Linked DNA regions of Mus musculus: region 2 is linked to region 1. Evidence: chromatin contacts called from public Hi-C data. All regions are on one chromosome and are shown on one strand. Each heading gives the region's core, a stretch centred on a gene start, on an enhancer-like site or on the middle of the called end of the contact. The rest is flanking DNA. Distances are from core to core; before and after follow the strand shown. Region 1 holds the start of Cpm (carboxypeptidase M). Region 2 has its middle 39 kb from the start of Gm32235.

Region 1 (3,621 bases), core at 982-3,481:
AACCTTGTGTTTGAAAACACAAAAGCACACGAGTCCTGTGGTACTTGGACTAACAGCATCCCATCACCTTGGTAGTTACAAAATGATTGAACAATAACAGCAAGTTAGTTGCGATGTACATTTCTTTTATATTAATTAGTATTCTTAGACCTTCTTTTTCTGTTTGTTTCTTTCGAGACAGGGTTTCTCTGTATAGCCCTGGCTGTCCTGGAACTCACTCTGTAGATCAGGCTGGCCTCGAACTCAGAAATCCCAAGTGTTGGGATTAAAGGCAGGCACCACCACTGCCTGGCTTCTTAGATCCTTTAAATTTGCTCTACTCTAGCCCTTGGATAAATTATTTTAAGAGACTCAATCTAGATGCTGATTCAAGATATAACTTTCCATATAACTAACCTCCATACTTGGGGTTTGTGGTGATCAGAGGATTTCAGATTATTTCCTTTTTTTTTTAAGATTTATTCATTAAATGTATATGAGTACACCATTGCTCTCTTCAGACACACCAGAAGAGGGCGTTGGATCCCATTACAGATGGTTATGAGCCACCATGTGGTTGCTGGGATTTGAACTCAGGACCTTCAGAAGAGCAATCAGTGCTCTTAACCGCTGAGCCATCTCTCCAGCCCTTAGATGATTTCTGACACCAACTCTGGCAATGCTGCTTCAAAATAAAGCTTCTATTACACAGTCAAAGCTGTTTTTATTGCATTTTTAATATTTCTCTGTAATACAAGAACTGAACCATGACATTAACAGTTATGAGAAGTGACTGGTTGCTTAGTAATGTGGTTATGAGACTTCCAGTCGAGTCAAGAGATCAGTGCTAAACTGCAGGTCAGAACTTTTGAACACAACTTCCACAGCTGAGCCAAACTGCATGAACTTCAGGGCTCTTTCATTCCAGGCATTAAGTTTTCTGGTAACCACTTTTGTGAGAATCAGCGTAGTAACAAAAGATTAGGAGATGATGCTAGCTGCTAAATTTATTTGCCCCACCCAAAATGATCAGGTGCAGGTCCTGGCTAAAACTTCACCCTCTATGGCTAGCAGGTTAGGTTAACGATACAATGCGGAACACAAATGAGGTCTTGAGTTTTATCTCCAGGAGCTAGCTAGCTAGATGGATGGATGGATAGAATCGCCATCTAGGTAACTCGACCAAAATTCTTAACTTCTTGGATCCCCATCTACTCTCTCCACTAAGAATATATAGTTTCAAAAGTAAAGCAGACTAAGTGATACATTTGCAAATGCTAAGGAGATCATTCGTTGTGACTTACTACCAAGCAGGTGTATCCTTCAAAAACAGCCTTTAGACATAGACCTACATTTTCTCATAACTTTAAGCTATCGGGTTAATCACATATGTGTAGAACTCGACAAAAGTATGGCACTGTCTAGTTTTAAAATGACCTGAGGAATCCGTAGTTAACAGTCACAATCAGTATGCAAGGAAGCCAACAAAAAGGGAAACTGAGGAAGATGTTTACCCTGAAAAGGAACGAAGATACACCTCTCAGATAATTACTTCCCGATCCCCAACGGCAATAAAACAGAGGACTAAGCGACAATGACTCTCTGTAGAGAAACGACAATATATATATACAGTTCCTCTTACCGCTCTCCTGATGTAACAAAATTGAAAAAACAAAACAAAAATAAAAACAAAAAATCAACCAACAAACAACAACAAACAAAAGCAGGAAACCCCTGACTGGGCAAGGTGTGCTTTACCTGCGTGGAGCGCGTTTGGAGAGCCTCACCAACAGGGGACCAGACGCTGTCGTTCAACTTACTTTTGAACGCGGGTTGAGGGTTAGGGATGTGCGCAGGAAGCCACCTACCTCTCACAGATTTCCCGATGCTGTGCAAGTGCGTGATCGAACTGTAGTTCTGAGCCACGCTCTTTAGGAACGCCTCCATCCCTTCCTGGTGGTGATATCGGAAATCCAGGGCGGCCACCACGGGCAGCAGAAGCCCCAGCCACAGGCGCGCGCGGTCCATGTCCTAGAGATGGAGGAGAAGTGAGCAGCTGGGTCCGCCACGGAGAAGCGCGGGCATCGCCAGCCCCGAGTCCTCTCCGCCCTCGGGGGCACCTGAGCTCTACGCTCCCTCCTCCGAGGAGCCAGGTGAAGGTGTTCCCACCGGAGCCCCGCAGCCCGCCCGAGTCCCCGCAGCAGCACCCTTCCGCAAACCTCACCAGTACCAGGCGCGCGTCTCCGCCCGCCGGCGAGCGCTGGGCGCTCGGGGGAGTTATAGTCCGGACAGAGGGGCGGGCCCCGGGCGACACGCCCACCAACACGCCCGCTCCGCGCCGCTCCCGCCCCGTGGGGCGGGATCTCCGCCCTAGCTCCCAGGACAACGTGCCCTGCAGGGTATTGAGGACAGCGAGCGAGCCTGGTGGGCGGTGGGGCATGACCTGTCGGAGCCCGTGTTGGACGTGGGGCCTGCCCTCCGCCACCGCGGTCCCGGGAACGCTGCGCAGATGGTGCCCACGGTGGGCGGTGGGCGGGCCACCTGGAGTCCAAGCTGGGCCAGGCTTTCAGCCCTGTGCTGCAACTGAGAAAGCCAGGGAGCTTTCAAGAGAGAACATGTGTGTGAGCCTTACGTGTGCCGAGTGTGCGGTACAGGACCATGTCCAACAAAAGTGTCTAGTAGATAGCATTTGACTGAATCAGAGTTGAGTTTGTGACCAACTCGCAGGACAAAAGCAGAGCTGCTGTCGTCGCTGCTCCGTGGTCCTCAGGCCAGTTCCGGTGCTTCTGCCTAAAATTCTGCTTTCTGGGTGGAGGGGGTGACCTGTGTTTGCATTAAAGAGAACACAGATCGTGACTGGTGAGAAGTGGGTTCGTGACAAGGGGCCATCATGTTCTAAAGGGCACCACACGCACAGTCTCTCTGTCCCATGGATTTACATACACTGTTAAAGAAACACCGGCTCCTGCAAGGGTCTGGGGCAAACAAACTCGGAAAACTACCGATTTGTTATAACACATCTTGAACAGATTCTTTTTAAATAGTGACGGCAGGGACCATCCCAAATTGAGGGGATGGAATTTTCTTCCCAGTGTACAGAAGGAGAGGGTTTTTCTTAAAAGGGTCCTTGAGGGTAGGAGAGATCACTGAGAGGATTAAGATTCTTGGGCTGCGAATCTGGCTCCCGGAATTGCAGTCTCAGAAGCCATCTAAAGGTAGAAGGAGAGACCGACTCCACTGAGTTGTTCTCTGACGGCAACAGGCACAACGTGATCCTTGCTGCACCGCGCCCCCCCCCCCGCCCGCCCCTTACATACGACTAATAAAAGAATTAATGTTTTAAAGCAGAGGTTCTCAGCCTGTGGGTGGAGACCCCCTGAGGACATAGGGACTTTCACAGGGATTTCCTGAATAACAGATATTTACTTTGCGTTTCATAAGAGTAACAAAATTACAATGAAGTCACAACGAAATGGTTTTATGGTTAGGCGGGGGGTCAGCACAAAATAGGGAAATGTATTAAAGGGTTGCAGCATTAGGAAGGTTGAGAGCCACTGTTTTAGAGGTTTAAGTGGGGAGGGACACAGTGGAGAACCTGGGGTGAAGGACTGCCTGCCCTCTCTTACAAATACAGATGGTGTA
Region 2 (3,464 bases), core at 678-3,177, 110 kb after region 1:
AGAGGTTCCAGGTGTGCACCTCATTAAGGAGAGAGGCAGGGGCCGTGCTAGAAACTTCCATTTTCCCTCTCCAGCAAACCCGACACGTTTTAGAACGATACCTTTTTCTTTGAGGGGTGGGGATGACGTAATTGTCAGTTCCCGACTTAATAGGTGCTTTGTGAGTGCTCCTTGAGAACCGCCTGCCTGCGAGGGTGGTGATTAAGTCAGGGAGGACCTCAGAGTCACCGGAGCTCTGAGAGCTCTGCAGGGAAGTGACTCACTTAGGCACCCAGTAAAGGTTTACGAAGCGTGTGCCTGAGTTATGCTCAATTCCAAGTTCTGAGGCAGTAGAGTACCCAAACTACTCTCCGTCCTAAAACTCACTGAGATCGCATTATTTACCCAGAGGTTCTTGGTGGTCTCTTCCTCAGCAAACAGGAACCTCAGTGCAAGAGTCTCAGGCTGGGTTCACGGCACACGCGTGCTGCTGATAGAGCCTCAAGGGGGCATCTATAGGTTTTAAGAAATGCCAAATCTTCAGCTATCTAGTGTCAAGTTAAAGAGATCTGATGCCAGCTTCAAATCAGACCAACAGGGAGTCCAGCTGTCTGTCTGTGTCCTCAGCTTTTTGCATGTGTTTTCAGAATGTTGAAATTCTCTCTCTCTCTCTCTCTGTTTTCAGTATTTCTGAGTCTATTTCACATTGCAGTGGTATTCACAGTGGATCTCTTAGCCATCTTTCTCTTCAGTGCCGGGGATTAAACCCAGGGCCTCGATACCCACTGAGCTACACCTCCAGATACTGTCCACTGAACTTCCCTAACTAACCCATTACCTCGCCGCTCCAATCAATTCTGTGTTTCCCTTTCTGTGTTTCTCTCCTGGCTTTTTCTGTGCAGCTACGTAATTTTTATGTAATTGGATTTTATAGCTGACCTATGATTTGGGGGGGGAGGGAGGCTCCCTGCTTTATCTCTTCCACATTATGGCTGAGACTTGATCCAAACATTACCTTACTATCTTTATAAATGTCTACTTATAATGGCTTATAATGCCCTACCACATAAATAGATGCACGTGCTTAGAAAAGATACACACTTTACAGAACTGTCCTCAGGCAACCCAACCCCCCAGTCACCTACCTCCCCACTTTTGTTAAATTCAGGTTCTGGGATGCGCTGGCTGGTCTTACGTCAACTTGACACACAAACTAGAGTTATCTGAAAGGAGGGAACCTTAACTGAGAAAATGTCTCCATAAGATCCAGCTGTAAGCCATTTCCTTAATTAGTGATTGATAGGGCAGGGCCTATAAGAAAGCAGACTGAGCAAGCCAGGGGAAACAAGCCAGTAAGCAGCATTTCTCCATGGCCTTTGCATCAGCTCCTGTCTTCAGGTCCCTTCCCTGTTTGAATTCCTGTACTGGCTTTCTTCAGTGATGAACAGCAATATGGAAGTGTAAGCCAGATAAACCCTTTCCTCCCCAACTTGCTTTTGGCCATGGTGTTGAGTCACAGCAATAGAAACCCTAAGTAAGACATGGGGAGACCCAAAACTCTCATTTTGATGTGTAAAAATTTACTCAGTGACAACTGGATCCTTAGGACAAATCCTACCTTGCTTTTCCCTTGAACAAAGATGATTTTTGGAAGAATCCATATTTTAATTATTGACATCAATAATGCTGATGGGGTTTTATAGCCCCCCCCCCCCCCCCGGTGGAACAACTAGGAAAGAAGGGAAGGCTTAAGGGAAAGAGAAATGGAACAAAGGCTGGGCAGATGACCCAGTCATCCAACCACCTCTGGCTTGCTTGGTAGTTTTTCCTAGTTATTACCGCTGTCTGTGTTTTGAATGGAAAAGCCGAACTCACTGAAGGTTAGCGTCTGGCCAAAGGTCAAAACGCCAGCCTATGGAGGAGTCTGCCTGAGAATTCCTGTCTCCTGGCTCACTGCATTGAAACAATGTTTCTCATCAGAGCACTTACACCATTCATCCAGAGCCTCCTGGACTCCCACAGCTGGGCTGACCTCCCAAGCTGAGACCACAGGCTGTTTCTAGGACGAGTTTGCTGCCACTGCCATTCTCAACCCTTCCCATCAAATCAGGCTGCTCCATTCCAAAGTTAAAGAACATCTACCCACTCCTCATCCTTCAGGGGTGACTCACCTTCCCCCTATGCCCGCCTGCAGGCCTGACCAAGAGAAAACAAGGGAACAGTTTGTGACTTTACGGGCCCTTTGAGGTAGGAAGAAATGCTGGGCAAGGCAGTGTAATGTGAAACAGGGGAAGGGAATCAGCTGTCTGGCTTTGACCAGCAAGGCTCTCAATAGCCCATGCAGCGCATCTGTCCATATTAGGAAAGCGGATCCCCTCTAGGTGGGTGCAGCCTTATATGAGAGATGGGGGGTCGGGGTGGGGCTGGCACCTTTCTGAGTAGTAAATGACTTACACAGCCATATGTAAATGTTCTTTCCATCACAACCTGAGGCTGCTCAATGTTTCTGAGCCTGTTTCCCTAGCTTTAATATAAATGCATAATAAATAGGCCCTCCTACTTCAGGAATCCTGAGAGAGTCAAGTGAGCTACAGCGTGTTAGGCACATCTCGGGAGTATACAGGGATTTGGTAAAATGGTAGCAGTCATACTTAGCTGCTAAAGCTATGACTTGGCTTTATAAAGGGGGAAAAAAACCTTTCTCATGCTGTCTCGGAAACCTTGATTTGACTAGAAATAAACTTCGTAAATGGAAGACAATTATGAAAAAAAGGGGAGGGAGGTTGGCAACAGATTGCTTGTTATCATTTTAATGTAAATGGATTTTTTTTTTTTGGCTTGCATCATCTGAGGCAGGCATATCTGATACGGATTTCTAATTACCTGTTTAGTTCAGGAGTGGGTAATTTCTAAGTCCACACCCTGACACACCTGTGCCTTTGGAGAACACTTCCAGTTCCTTTGGATGTCTTGGGCATCAGGATAGACGACCTTTTTTGAGTCACTTGGTGAAGGTTGCTCTCTGCCTTCGTGCCAGTGAAGGTTGGAGCCGCACAGTGACTAACTCAAAAGCAAACACGGTGTCGCATAGCCTCGTAAATGAGCCTCCTCAACTGGCTTCGGGGAGAAAATCCTTTTTAAAGAGCTGTCTTGTGCTCTTCAGTCCAGGTCAAGTCCCAGCATGCTCTGGGGCAGCTCTTTGCTGGGATGAGATACACTGACTTTCATTCTTTTATCATCTTGGTTGGAAGGAGGCATTCATAATTTAGCCCAGAGAGAGAAAAAAAATTCCTGACAATGAATAAATAGAATAGGGTTTGTGTGTTCTTAAAAATCACCAGAGGGCAGAGATGAACTGTCAGCTCACCTAAAACAGGACGCCTGCCTCTTCTAGATGAATTGGCATTGTCTTCCAGGGCGCATATCTTCCATAACTTAGCGTACTGCTTTGAAAGGCAGCCTGTTGTCCTTAAATAGCTCTGTGG

The links. Hi-C and Micro-C count contacts between places; a contact is called where the count stands out from the background.
Region 2: a contact with region 1 is called in a Hi-C map of Th1 cells, with 2.4 times the contacts expected there. The contact joins the enhancer-like site here to the promoter of Cpm in region 1. A contact is called at or near these places in 11 of 39 promoter capture datasets (the C10 cell line, cranial neural crest, embryonic stem cells and 6 more), 1 of 15 datasets of contacts at CTCF or cohesin (large pre-B cells), 17 of 484 Hi-C or Micro-C datasets (B cells, the BV-2 cell line, CD4 T cells and 10 more), 13 of 115 datasets of contacts at active chromatin or transcription factors (CD8 T cells, bone marrow-derived macrophages, craniofacial prominence and 8 more) and 4 of 9 other capture datasets (adipose tissue, embryonic stem cells, liver and 1 more).

Annotation. Positions count from the first base shown.
Region 1 is chr10:117,628,110-117,631,730 of GRCm38.p6, reverse strand. Cpm (carboxypeptidase M) reads right to left here and starts at 2,231. Exons shown (of 9, transcript NM_027468.1): 1 at 2,204-2,231; 2 at 1,848-2,010. The coding sequence starts at 2,007.
Region 2 is chr10:117,518,499-117,521,962 of GRCm38.p6, reverse strand. No RefSeq gene overlaps it. Among named protein-coding and RNA genes, the nearest start is that of Gm32235, 39 kb to the left of the region's middle. Within about 2 kb of position 1,927, at least 44 of the 459 cell types and tissues checked have an H3K27ac peak or open chromatin away from gene starts, as enhancers often do. A contact at or near this core is called in the HL-1 cell line, Th1 cells, Th17 cells and 2 more, where this site is marked.